3 separate regions of the Sus scrofa genome follow, and regions 1 and 3 are each linked to region 2. A link is a contact called in public Hi-C and promoter capture Hi-C data. All regions are on one chromosome and are shown on one strand. The core of a region is the stretch at or near the end of the contact, and the rest is flanking DNA. Distances in the headings are between cores, read along the strand shown.

Evidence for each region. Promoter capture Hi-C pulls out the DNA fragments that hold promoters and counts their contacts. Hi-C and Micro-C count contacts between places; a contact is called where the count stands out from the background.
Region 1: a promoter capture Hi-C map of fetal skeletal muscle shows a contact between it and region 2, with 3 times the contacts expected there. The contact joins the promoter of C5H12orf45 here to the promoter of CHST11 in region 2. A contact is called at or near these places in 2 of 5 promoter capture datasets (fetal liver and fetal skeletal muscle), 1 of 47 Hi-C or Micro-C datasets (embryonic fibroblasts) and 2 of 2 datasets of contacts at active chromatin or transcription factors (alveolar macrophages and skeletal muscle).
Region 3: a Hi-C map of embryonic fibroblasts shows a contact between it and region 2, with 1.8 times the contacts expected there. The contact joins the promoter of SLC41A2 here to the promoter of CHST11 in region 2. A contact is called at or near these places in 1 of 5 promoter capture datasets (fetal liver), 1 of 47 Hi-C or Micro-C datasets (embryonic fibroblasts) and 1 of 2 datasets of contacts at active chromatin or transcription factors (skeletal muscle).

What each region holds. Positions count from the first base shown.
Region 1 is chr5:79,573,877-79,577,916 of Sscrofa11.1, reverse strand. It overlaps C5H12orf45 (chromosome 12 open reading frame 45 ortholog), which reads left to right and starts at 1,919. Exons shown (of 4, transcript NM_001244659.1): 1 at 1,919-2,098; 2 at 3,987-4,040. The coding sequence starts at 1,984.
Region 2 is chr5:80,066,900-80,070,563 of Sscrofa11.1, reverse strand. CHST11 (carbohydrate sulfotransferase 11) reads left to right here and starts at 1,661. Exons shown (of 3, transcript XM_021092627.1): 1 at 1,661-3,293. The coding sequence starts at 3,176.
Region 3 is chr5:79,591,495-79,595,400 of Sscrofa11.1, reverse strand. It overlaps SLC41A2 (solute carrier family 41 member 2), which reads right to left and starts at 1,488. Exons shown (of 12, transcript XM_005664183.3): 1 at 1,200-1,488.

The DNA of each region.
Region 1 (4,040 bases), core at 670-3,169, 490 kb after region 2:
ACTCCCAACATCTAACTTAAAGTCTTACCCTTTTATTCCCAGTTTTTAAAAAGAAAAATTTCCTCTTCAGATATAATCTCTGATTCTCCCCATTTTTTTTTTCTTTTGTGGCTGCAGCATATGGAATTCTGATCCAGGGATCAGATCCAAGCCACAGTTTCGACCCACACCTGCGGCGCCACAAAATTCTTTAACCCCCTGTGCCAGACTGGGGAGTCAAACCTGCATCCTGGTGAGGCAGAAGTGCCACTGAACCCATTGCACCACAGTGGGAACGCCTCTCCCCATCTTAATTTTTGTCTTACATCCATATTGTCAAAACCTATGAAAATTAAATACTATTCTTTCAACCTTATTCTCACTGTTCCTCCTCAATTCTACTGTAAAATGTTTACCAACAAAACTTGAATTGGATTTCTCCAATTATTTTCTGAATCATATCCTTTACTAAATTCCTCAAGAAGGCTATGGGAACAATATTTCCCAAGTTTTTGCATGTTCATAATGGTTTCTGTCTCTAAAACATGATCATATATCTGACAAGAATATATAAATAACTCATACAACTCAAACTCACCAACAAAACAACCTGAATTAAAATGGGCAATGGATGTGAATATACATTTCTCCCAAGTAGATGTACAAATGACCATTGAACACATGAAAAGATGTTCAACATTACCAATCGTTACAAAAATGCAAATCAAAACTACACTGAATTACCACCCAGGACCAACTAGGATGGCCGCTAATAAAAAAAAGAAATAATGAATGGAAAAAGCATTGGTGAGGATGTGGAGAAACTGGAACCCTTATGCCCTACTGGTGGGAATGTAAGATAATGCAGCTTCTATGGAAACCAGTACAAAGGTTCTTAAAAAGTTAAAAATAGAATTACCAAGTGTTCCCCTCTGTTGTGGCACAGTGGGTTAAGAATCTGACTACAGCAGCTCAGGTTGCTAGAAAAGCATGGGGTCAATCCCTGAAAGGCACAGTGGGTGAAAGAATTCTGGCCTTGCCTCAGCTACTGCTCAGGTTGTAGCTGAGGGCTGGATTCAGTCCCTGGCCCAGGAAATTCCATATGCCACACTGTGGCCGTAAAAACAAACAAAAAAATTTCCACATGGTCGGCTATCACACTTCTGGGTATAAATCCAAAATAATTGAAAGCAGTATCAATATTTGCATAGCTATGTTCACTGCAACATTATTCCCAATATCCAAGGGGAAGCAACCCAAATGTCGATCAAGGAATGCATAGGTAAAGCAAATGTGGTACATGCATGGAACAGAATATCACTCAGCCTTAAAAAAGAAGGGAATCATGTGGTACATGGGTAAGGTTTGAGTACATTGTACTAATAAGTGAAACGTAACAGTTGCAAAAAGATAAATACTGTATGATTCCAATTATATGAAATATCTGAAGTAATTAAATTCATATAAACAGAAATTAGAACGGTGATTGCCAGGGGTTGGAAGCAAGGGGGTGGGGGTTGCTCAATGGACAGAGAATTTCAGTTTTGTAAGATGAAAAGAATTCCAGAGATTTGTCATATAACAACATACAATTAATACTTCTGAATTGTACTTGGTAAATACATTTTAAGATCGTACATTTTATGTTGTGTGTTTTTCTAACCACAATTAAAAAAAAAAAAAAAAACTAAAAAAAAAAAAATGAAGAGGGGTTTGGCCTCCTGGTGCGGCACTTCACGTTCGGATTGGTTTAGCTAAAATCCAGCCTGGCCAGTTCTTTCGTCCAATTACAGGGTCTGTAGAGCCTCCGCCTTCCTTTACCCCTGACAGGAATGGCCTCCTGGCTCTGATAGGTGTCGCCCTCGCCGTTGGGCCGTCCTCGCCCCGCCTTTAGCCCCGCCCCCTCCAATTATCCGCCAATCGGAGTCCTGGCTCCGCCCCTCGCCCTAGCCTATTTCCTGCATCCGGTCCTGGATGGGCTGGCTCTGACAACTGGTGAGCAGCATGGAGGTTCAGTCGGAATCCCAGTCTGGCCCGACCTGTTCGTCGTCCTCCCAGAACCACTCTGGGGTCTCGGTGTCCAAGGAGCTGCTGACGGCGGGGAGCGGCGACCAAGGAGGTGAGGGGCGGGCGGCGGCGGCGGCGGCGGCAGTGGCAGTGGAGGCTTGGGTCGCTCACATGTGGCGGGGGGCGGGGAGTGAGAGCCGACCGGGGCCAGTTGGCGGCTCCCTATCCAGGCCCGGCACCTGACAGGGATCCCCGAAAGTGGCCTCAGGACTCCAGAGTGCCCCACCCACCGCGGGGGTCGGGGCTCAAGGATGGTCCAGGTGTTCCGCACGGTGGTGAGTGCCCACTGCCGAGCGCTGTAGCAAAACATCGCCCCTAAAGGGGCGGCCTTAGGGTCGGTCCTGTGTCCCAAGAGGTGGCTGGTAGGGGGAGCAGAGGAGTATAATGCATTAACCACCCTCTCTCTGTAAATGCTCACAGAGCCACCGTTAGTGCCGCTTTCTTGTAGAGTCTGGTGGGTCCAGGAAATCCACATAGGATTTCAGACAACATAATAGAAAATTAAAAAGCAAGACACCAACCCCAGCTCCATGAGTAATTAGCTGTGAAAGTTCAGGAGAGTTGTTTACATTCTCAATACCCCGGGGTTTTTACATTTGGAAAATGGAGGTAGTAGTACCTGTAAAACTTTTTTTGAAAAGAATGTACCTAAGGTCTCGGCCGTATTGTTTAAATATTACCTTGAAGAAACGATGCTGTGAGAACCCAGAACATCCAAAGTTAAAGTAATACATAAGCTTTAGTAGTGCCTACTATGCCCCAGGAATTGACTCACAAATCCAATCTTCTGCAGTTGCCCTGTGTAAAAGTTCTGTTAGTGCTATTTTATAGATGAGGAAACTGAGTCCTGGTGTCATACAAATAAGTAACTTGCTGGAGATCATGTGACCAGGAAGTGGCAAAGCTGGGATTTGGATCCAGTCATTGTGGCCCCAGGGTCCATGCTCTTTACACTAATCCAGTTGCTAGGCCTAAGGTAGTTGTTTAGGGAATATGAAGCTGAGGGTGAACAGAATTTTTATATCAGAGTGAAGAGATTTTCCAGGTGTTGGAAACCAGGTACACAAAGCCTTGGGTTTTGAAAGACAAGTCTTATTCTCTGAGCTCTAATGGACAGAAGAGAGGGTTGATTTGAGGAATTTTGAATCAGAGTAAATAGGTGGAGTTGAGTGGGGAGAGAGAGCATTTCTCCAAAGGGTTTTTTGTCTAGGTTGGACATCATTACCGAAAGGGAACTAACCAGGCAGGTGTGTTTTATATGAAGAAACAAATGCTCAAAGAGCTTAAGTAATTTTCCCAATAAAATGCAGATGGTAAAGCCTCATTTAACTGTGATTGTACTTTGTACTGCTTCCTGAGTTCTGTCATGGCCAACCTGCATTTGTGGCGGATGGGTTTCTGACCCAGAAAGATGCATTTTGGGTGCATGTATTACTTGGCATTGGTGACACAGATGTATGAGACAGGTTTAAGAAAGGGGAGATCGATATGTGTAAAGAAGTAAAATGTTGTATTAGAACTTGGAGAGCTTCTTGGGGTTTTTTTGTTTGTTTGTTTTTTGTCTTTTTGCCATTTCTTGGGCCGCTCTCACGGCATATGGAGGTTCCCAGGCTAGGGATCCAATCAGAGCTGTAGCCACCGGCCTTTGCCAGAGCCACAGCAATGCAGGATCCGAGCCACGTCTGCAGCCTACACCACAGCTCACGGCAACGCCGGATCCTTAACCCACAGAGCAAGGCCAGGGATCGAACCCACAATCTCATGGTTCTTAGTTAGATTCGTTAACCACTGTGCCACGATGGGAACTCTGGAGAGCTTCTTTGTTAAACAGTGTCTTGGGAAGGGAGGAAAGAATGGTCAAAACCTGAGGGTGGTCTTGGCAAGTTTGCCAGTGGGCTCTTATTCCTTTATGTTTTAATAAATTTAGTGTGTGTTTTCAGGTATATGGGACAAGCTGCTCATCAACTCCAAGCCTAATTCCAGAAAGAATTCCA
Region 2 (3,664 bases), core at 412-2,911:
GGGGGTCGTAGCTAGGAAGACTGTTTCCCAAAAGCTCCGGGCTCTCTGACTTCCTAGCCTGGATGGGGTGTGGAGGAGTGTGTGAGTGGTTCTTGCTGATAACTGATGAGGCCTAAGCCCTGGCTGTTTGAAGCCACTGACATTAGGGCTTGTTTGTTATTGCAGCTTAACCTCACCTGTCCTGACCGCTACCCGGGGAAAACAGAAAGCATGATTTACAAGGCAGCTTTCCACTGACATTTCTTCAAAATGCAAAATATCATATCTCCTTTCTCCTCAGTCTTAGCGTTAACCCTGTCCTTTATCTGGTCAATGTAGAATGCATAAAAGATACAACAAAGTTTTGTTAGGTTAGGACTGGAAAGAAAGCAATGGTGGTACTAGTGGTTGGGAGGTTTATTATAGTGTGACAAGGAGACAAGAAATAGAACTTTTACCCCTAATGTGCACAGAATAGAATTGCAGATCATTACCACTGCCCAGGACCATGCACTTTAGAGGGGATCTACTTTAAGTTCTTAGCCCAAGAAGGCATCGCCTCTCCATCTCAGACTTATTTGCACCCACCATGTGCCAGTCGCTCTGTTGAACACTAGAAAGAAATGGAGATGAATAAAACGCAGCTCAGTAGGTACAGGGATCCAAGAGGGGTTTGGACCTACTGCTCAGAGCACAGAGGAGGAAGGAGGCCACTTCAGGAGAGAAATCAGGGAAGGCTTCTTGGAAGAGGTGGTAGTTCACCTGTCAGAACCTTGTCCCTCACTTTATGTTTGGGCCTATTCCTGACTGTGCGAATGCAGGAGTGGATGCTGGGCACAGTTCAACATCCTTCCTCAGCAGGCGGGCCCCAGCTCAACCTTCCAAGACCTACCGGGGATTCGGCTTCTGACCTCTATCCTTGACCCTGTGACTTCCTAGACTGCCTTATGTATATCCAGGCTTTTCTACAGGTACAGTGTCGTCTCCGCCCTGGCAAAACCAGGCGTTAAACAAGAGCCTGACATGCTAGGCCAAGCACTGTAAGTGCCCACCTAGGTGTGCGCCCTGTGAGGAATCCCTGCCTTGGTCAAGGATGGGGAGGATGGGCTAAGCACCGCTCTCATCCTGATCTCCTGGGGTGCGGGGCTGGGGGTGGAAGTGGGGGGAGGGGGGTCACTGGAGAATGAGTTTGCGCTGGATCTTGTTCAGCTTGGCTGCCTTTAGTAAGCAGCTCATTCACAAGTGAGCACAAATTAATACAGTACAAACCGGCTGCATAAATATTATGCTGTAATTGATTGTCTTCTGTAATCAAAGGCAAGGCTGCTGACTTTGTTACTTTCCCTGCCTTGCAACCGCTGGAGGAAGACTAGGGGAAGGGAAGTGAGGGTGTAGAGATGGATTTTGCGGCAGGTATCTGTTTGCAAGTTGTGTCTCTGATGTAGTGAGAGGAGGATACGGCCCATTACATCCAGATTCAATAAGTATTTATCAAATGCCTGCTCTGTGAGAGGTACTGAAAGACACATTATCTTCTTTCATTATTGAGTTAATAGTAGTAAAGATTTGATAACATGTGCAAGACTTGATGGTCTTTACAATAACTTTTTTTGGGGGGTAAATATTGTTGGAATTTCAATAATCCTTTAAAGACACGGTGTAAAGTTATAAGGAAAATAAAAGGATTTTATTTTATTTACAGCCTTCTCGCTTAGCTTACAGAATTCACAAAGGACGGAACAACAAGATCTTCCATTCCGGGTAGATAACCACTTTTCTCCAGCTAGTACCAGGGAGGTGTGACCTGCCTCCACTTTGATGTCTAAACAATCGAAATGCACTGGAGTTGGCATTTTTAAGTCACTTCACACAACACACGAAAGCAACGCCATCTTTCCATTTACCTGCCAATGGCTGGTCGTACCGGGAGGAGTGACCTCGTGGGGCATCCGCTGCCCCCACCTCCACCCCCCCTCCGCCAGGACTCTCTGCCCTTTGGAGGATTTGGAGGGAGCTCTCCCCTTTGGGAAAGCAGACTTCGACAATTCACCAAAACCCCTTTTACTCTGCGGAGGAGAATGAGTGTCAGAGGCCGCCTAAATCCCCAGGAAAGCTCAGCCCTCGCCCGACCCCTTCGAGTTCTGCAGTTTTCCTAACCTTGACCTGAAGTCAGCCGTCTTTAACCCCTTTCCAAAACGTCGCTCGTGCTGGGCTGCCGTTTGAAAGGAAAAACAAAACAAAACATCCAAACCTGAAACCGCCCAATTCGGAGACTCGGGGAAAGGGCACTCGCTCCCTGGGGGCTCGGAACCACTTCCCGGCTACCCTACCCAGGGATTTTAAATTATCCCGAACTGCTGGACCCCTTCGCGCTTCCCGTGCCCTAAACCGCTCCCCGCCACTTCCGTCTTCACACGCCGGCAGGAGGAGGTGGCAGCACAGAGGCGATTTTATTCGTATTTTTTTCCTCCGGGTTTTGTCATGGAAACGCTGACACACAACCTCCAGACGGCCGCGGGGCCGGCCGGGGACTGAGGGCTTTTGGGACCCTGCGGGAGCGCGGCGCGCACTCTGCACTCCCCGGGAAACAGCTGGACGCGACCAAATCCCCGGTAGGGGCGGGGGGAGCGCGACGCTCCGCCCCGGCGCTCGGGTCCCTCCCTCCGCCCGGCTCTCCGCAGGCGCCCTCCCCTCGCCGGGGGCTGCGAGTTGCATTTGGTAAAACCCAGCCCCGGAATATATAGATCATTGGAGCGCAATGAAGTAGCCTGTGGAGACGAGGGAGGGGGCCCGTCCGACAACCACAGAGGCCGGCGCAGAGGCAGCGGCAGCGGCAGCGCGGCTGCACCACCATCACCGCTCGCACCCCAGCCGCCCGGCCCGCGAGGAGGCAGCGGCTGCCGCCGGCGGGAGCGGAGGCGGCGGCGGAGAGGCGAGAAGGAGCAGCAGGAGGAGCACGAGCGCGCAGCCGGCTAGTCCACGCATCTCCACTTCCAGAGCAACTCCGGCGCCTTCCACACCCTTGCCCAGGGCTGGGGGCTCCGAGAGCAGCCGCGGAGCCAGCCTGATCCTCCCTGCGAACCCTGCCGAGCCCTGCCCTGCGCCTCCCGGGCTCCGCTCGGCGCGGCGGGGTCCCCGCTCTTGCGCTCCGGGAGCGCCTCCCGGACACCCGGGTCCCCGCAGCCAGGACAAAGCCATGAAGCCGGCGCTGCTGGAAGTGATGAGGATGAACAGAATTTGCCGGATGGTGCTGGCCACTTGCTTGGGATCCTTTATCCTGGTCATCTTCTATTTCCAAAGTATGTTGCACCCAGGTAGGGGGCGCGTTAGCGTGGTTTTGTTGGATATTTTCTTCTCTCTCGCGCTTTCGCTCCCTCGCTCCGCCTGGCTTCTGCCTCTTCCAACCTTACCTCTTCTCCATGGGCCACCTCGGGGTTCCTTGATGACCGAGTCTGCCCACATCACCGGGTCGCGATGAGGAGGAGGAGGAGGAGGAGGAAAGATGTGCTTCCTTTTCTTCTTCCTCCCGGCTTCGGGCTGGAGGATGGGACCAGAGGGGTGGTAGTTTTTTGTTTTTTTCTTTGTGTCTCTTGTCTGTCTGCGAGGTAGCAGGGCAAGGTAGAGGCTGTAGGAAGCTGCCGGAGGTGGGGGATCGGTTTAAAGAGCACGAAACTCCCTCGCCGCT
Region 3 (3,906 bases), core at 239-2,738, 470 kb after region 2:
ACTACATCACACCCACTAGAACGTCTATAATAAAAGTTACCCAATAGTAACAAGTGTTGGTGAGGACATGGAGAAATTGGAACCTTCATACCCTGTTGATGAGAATGTAAAATGATACAGCTAGCTACTTTGGAAAAGTTTCACAGTTTCTGAAAAAGGTAAATATATAGACCCAAATGAATGGAAATCATATGCCCACATAAAAACCTTCACACTAATGTTCGAAGCAGCATTACGGCCAAAAAGCAGAAACATTCTTAATGTCCACTAACTGAAAATGGATAAACAAAAAATGTGATATTGTGGTACATCAATACATTGGAATACTACCCAACCATAAAAAAGCAGAAATACTGATACATGCTACACATGGATATGAACCTTGAAAACAGACTATATGAAGGAAGCCAGACACTAAAAGCCACATATTGTATAATTCCATTTATACGAAATTTCCAGAATAGGCAAATCCATAGAAACAGAAAGGAGGTCAGTGGTTGCCAAGGGGTGGGATAAGGAGGGAATGGGGAGCGACTGCTAAGGGGTACAGAGTTTTATTTGGGGGAGATGAAAAAGTTCTGCATAATGGTGATAGTTGCACAACTTGGTTAAAGTACTAAAGGTCGCCCTTTAAACAGATGAATTTCATGGTATGTGAAGCATACCTCAATTTTTAAAAAATTTGTTCATCTAGAGAAAGAGATAGCATATACATGTACTCTACCTACATATGTATTACGTACATATATGTAATCTCTTTATAAATAAACGTTTTGGGGGTTGGTTATTTCCTGAAATATACTTCACACACACAAATAAAGGAATGGTGGCACAGAGTGACTCGGAGCAATTGTGAGCCCTGGAGCCGTGGATCTGGGGTGCGCCCCAGCCTGCCTCAGCGTCTCCATCAGTACTCACCTTCCACCCATCACTCAGCTACCCCCCGCTGCCTGGTCCAGTGTCAGGGCCAAGGACGACTCACGGCTGCTGCCCGGCTCCGCCGCGGGCGCCCAGGGCCAGCCCGCCCTCCCGCCCGCGCTGGGGCCGCCGCGCCGCGGGGCTCGGGCGCTGCCCACGGGCCGGGAGGGAACCCAGTGGCTCTGGCGGGCCCAGCCGCTCGGTCGCTCCCCTCGCCCCCGCGTCCCCACGCCCCGGTCCCTGGGTCCCCAGCCCGGCCCCGACGCACCTCCCTCCGGTACCTGGGATGCGCCCGAACCCGGCGCGGCGGCCAAAGCCGAGACTTTCCCTCCATTAACACCTGCCCCCGAGCGCGGTGCGAGGCGAGGGGACCCTGCCTCCTCAGACGCGACCAAGGCACGCGGGTCGGAGGATGGAAGAGGCATTCACCTAGGCCCCGAGGCGGCGGCGGCGGCGGCTGCCCGGCCCCCGGCTCCTTCGTCTCGCTTGCCTCCTCGCGCCGTCGCGGCCGCGCGCTTGACAGCCGGGGAGCCGGCGCCCGTGGCCCGCGGGCTCCCCGCTGCCCGCCCTGCCCCGCCCCGCCCCCGCGCGGCCGCCCCGCGCACGCGCAGCCATCTCCGCGGAGGGGGAAGCGAGCGCCTGATGATGTGGCCGCGGGGGCGGCAACCGGGAGCGCCAGCGCCGCCCCTCCCGGACCCTTCGCCGCACCCTGACCGAAGCCTGCCCGGAACCCTGTTGAGCAGAGCCGGAGGGGAATTTTCAGGGGAGCCAACTGAGCAGAGCAGGGCTGTGGCCTTCCTTTTTTGCCAGCCCACACCATCCCCTCTGACCCCAGCAGATCCACATCTCTGGCTGCTCCTAGGACCAAACCCCCAAATCCGTGACTCATGATTTCTGTTCTCAAACTGTTGTCTGTTGGCTAAGAGGTGAGCGTGCTGAACCCTAACCACTAGACCTCAAGGGCCGGGTTTGATGTAGGTCCCCATTCCTTGTGTCTTTGGCGATAAATTCAGCGAAGACACTGAGAGTAGTGAGGCAAATGAGGTGTTTTATTAAGGGAGAAGATGGGCTAGGGAGTTGGAGGGGGCGGGAGACCAACAGAAAGAGAGCAGCACGTCCAAATCTCTTGAATGGGGGCAGTCCTTCTGGGCTTTCTCTGGCCAATCACCTTGCTTTGCCTGACCTTGAATCCATATTTGGCCTGACTCAGGGCCCTACCCTACGTTCACGCCTATCTTTTAGCCAGTATGGATCCTAGCTCAAGGGTCTCTGGGAAGTTAACAGGCTGCATTATGGCCTAGTGCCCACCTCCCTTCTTGCACATGTGTAGTTCAGGAGGTCTCCTTTACCTCGACAATGAGAAATATTTTATCTTTTATCCAAGAAGGATGCAGCTCCTGCCGTAATTTTTATCGTGAAGTATCTGTCCTCAGGGGACAGATTCCAGTTGCTCCGCCTGGGACCTATCTCCTGCCTCAAGACCAGGGGCCTCCTGTTGGGCTGGCTTCATGTTTCGTTCTCACAGACCAGGGTTTAAACTGTGTATGCCTTTCTTCAGAGCAGCACAGAATGGGCCATGGAGAGGAGAGAAGAGAGAAGCCCCCCAAGGGGATGAGATTTAGGGCAGCTCCTGGCAGTGTTCAAGCAAAGTGCATGGGACCTGTGGAAGTGGCTGGAAGGCCAGACTTTTCAAGATTGCCCATGCTTATTTTTAAATATAGGTTAAAGTGAGCCAAGGTTTGCAAAGTGAAGCTGAGAACTCATTTATTTTATTTAACAGCTGTCTTTGGAGCATCTTTTGCAGGTGATTCCGGTAATGGGCAGTACTCCAGTGGTATTCCACTAACCAAAACAAAGGTTTTCATCCTCAGGCTCTTCTCCTAAGAGAGAGACTATCATTTTAAAAATTATGCACCAGAAGTTCCCACTGTGGCACAGTGGATTAATGGTTAATGATCTGGCTTGTCTCTGTGGTGATGCCAGTTCAATCCTTGGACCAGTGCGAAGGGTTAATGATCCAGCGATGCCACAGCCATGGCACTGGTCATAGCTGTGGTTCGGATTCACTCCCTGTCCTGGGAACTTCCATATGCCTCGGGTGCAGCCAAAAAAGGACAAAAAAAAAAAAAAAAAAGATTTCTGCACAAACCTCCATATATAGGAAACCCTCTACAGGTTTTGAAAACTCTACCAGCATTTTTTTCTGAAAGATGATGGTTTCCAGTGCCCTGGATTTCATTAGTCGGCATGTGGCAACCTTCTACTCATGCAGTGCTCTTCATTCTGTATGCTGCAACCTAGAGTATTTAGATATTTTAAGCTTCAAGTTGGAATTCATATTTAAGTTAAATTTGAATTCTGAAAATAACTCAAGGTGGAAGCTGGTGAAGTGACACCCTCTTCTGAAAAATTAGGTGCCAACATGTGCTGGCAACAATGATCACTTTGATTCTTCATCTTCTGCCTGACAGCTGGCAAATTCAAATGTGAAGCAAGTGACTTAGAATTGAGGATATGTAGTAATCACTGTTGTGATGATTGCTTGAAAAAAGCCTGGGAGTTATGAAAATGTGTAACAAAGGGACTTGCCTGTTCTAAAGGATAAGAAAGATCTCTTTGAGGAAATGATATTTAATCGGAGCCTGGAAAAATAAAGAAGAGTAGTCCTGGCAACAAAGGGAAGGGGGTGGGGTAAGGAGTGTGCCCTTGAAGCTGCAGAAACTGCAGGTTTGAAAGCCCTTTGGTGGGAAGGGGTTCCACCTGTGGAGGCCTTGGGACAGGGCCCCTGTGGCTGGGATGAGGTGGCTAGCTCTGCGGGAGAGGAAGGTGGGCGCCTTGAGGGCCATGATGAAGGCTTTGGACTTATTCCTAAAGACAAAAAAAAAAAAAAAAAGCCACTGAAGAGTTGGAAAGGGTCCATCTGGACATGATGAGAATCCGTATTTGTAAAAGACATTTCCGGCTGCAGTGTGGAGCAGGAATAAGAAC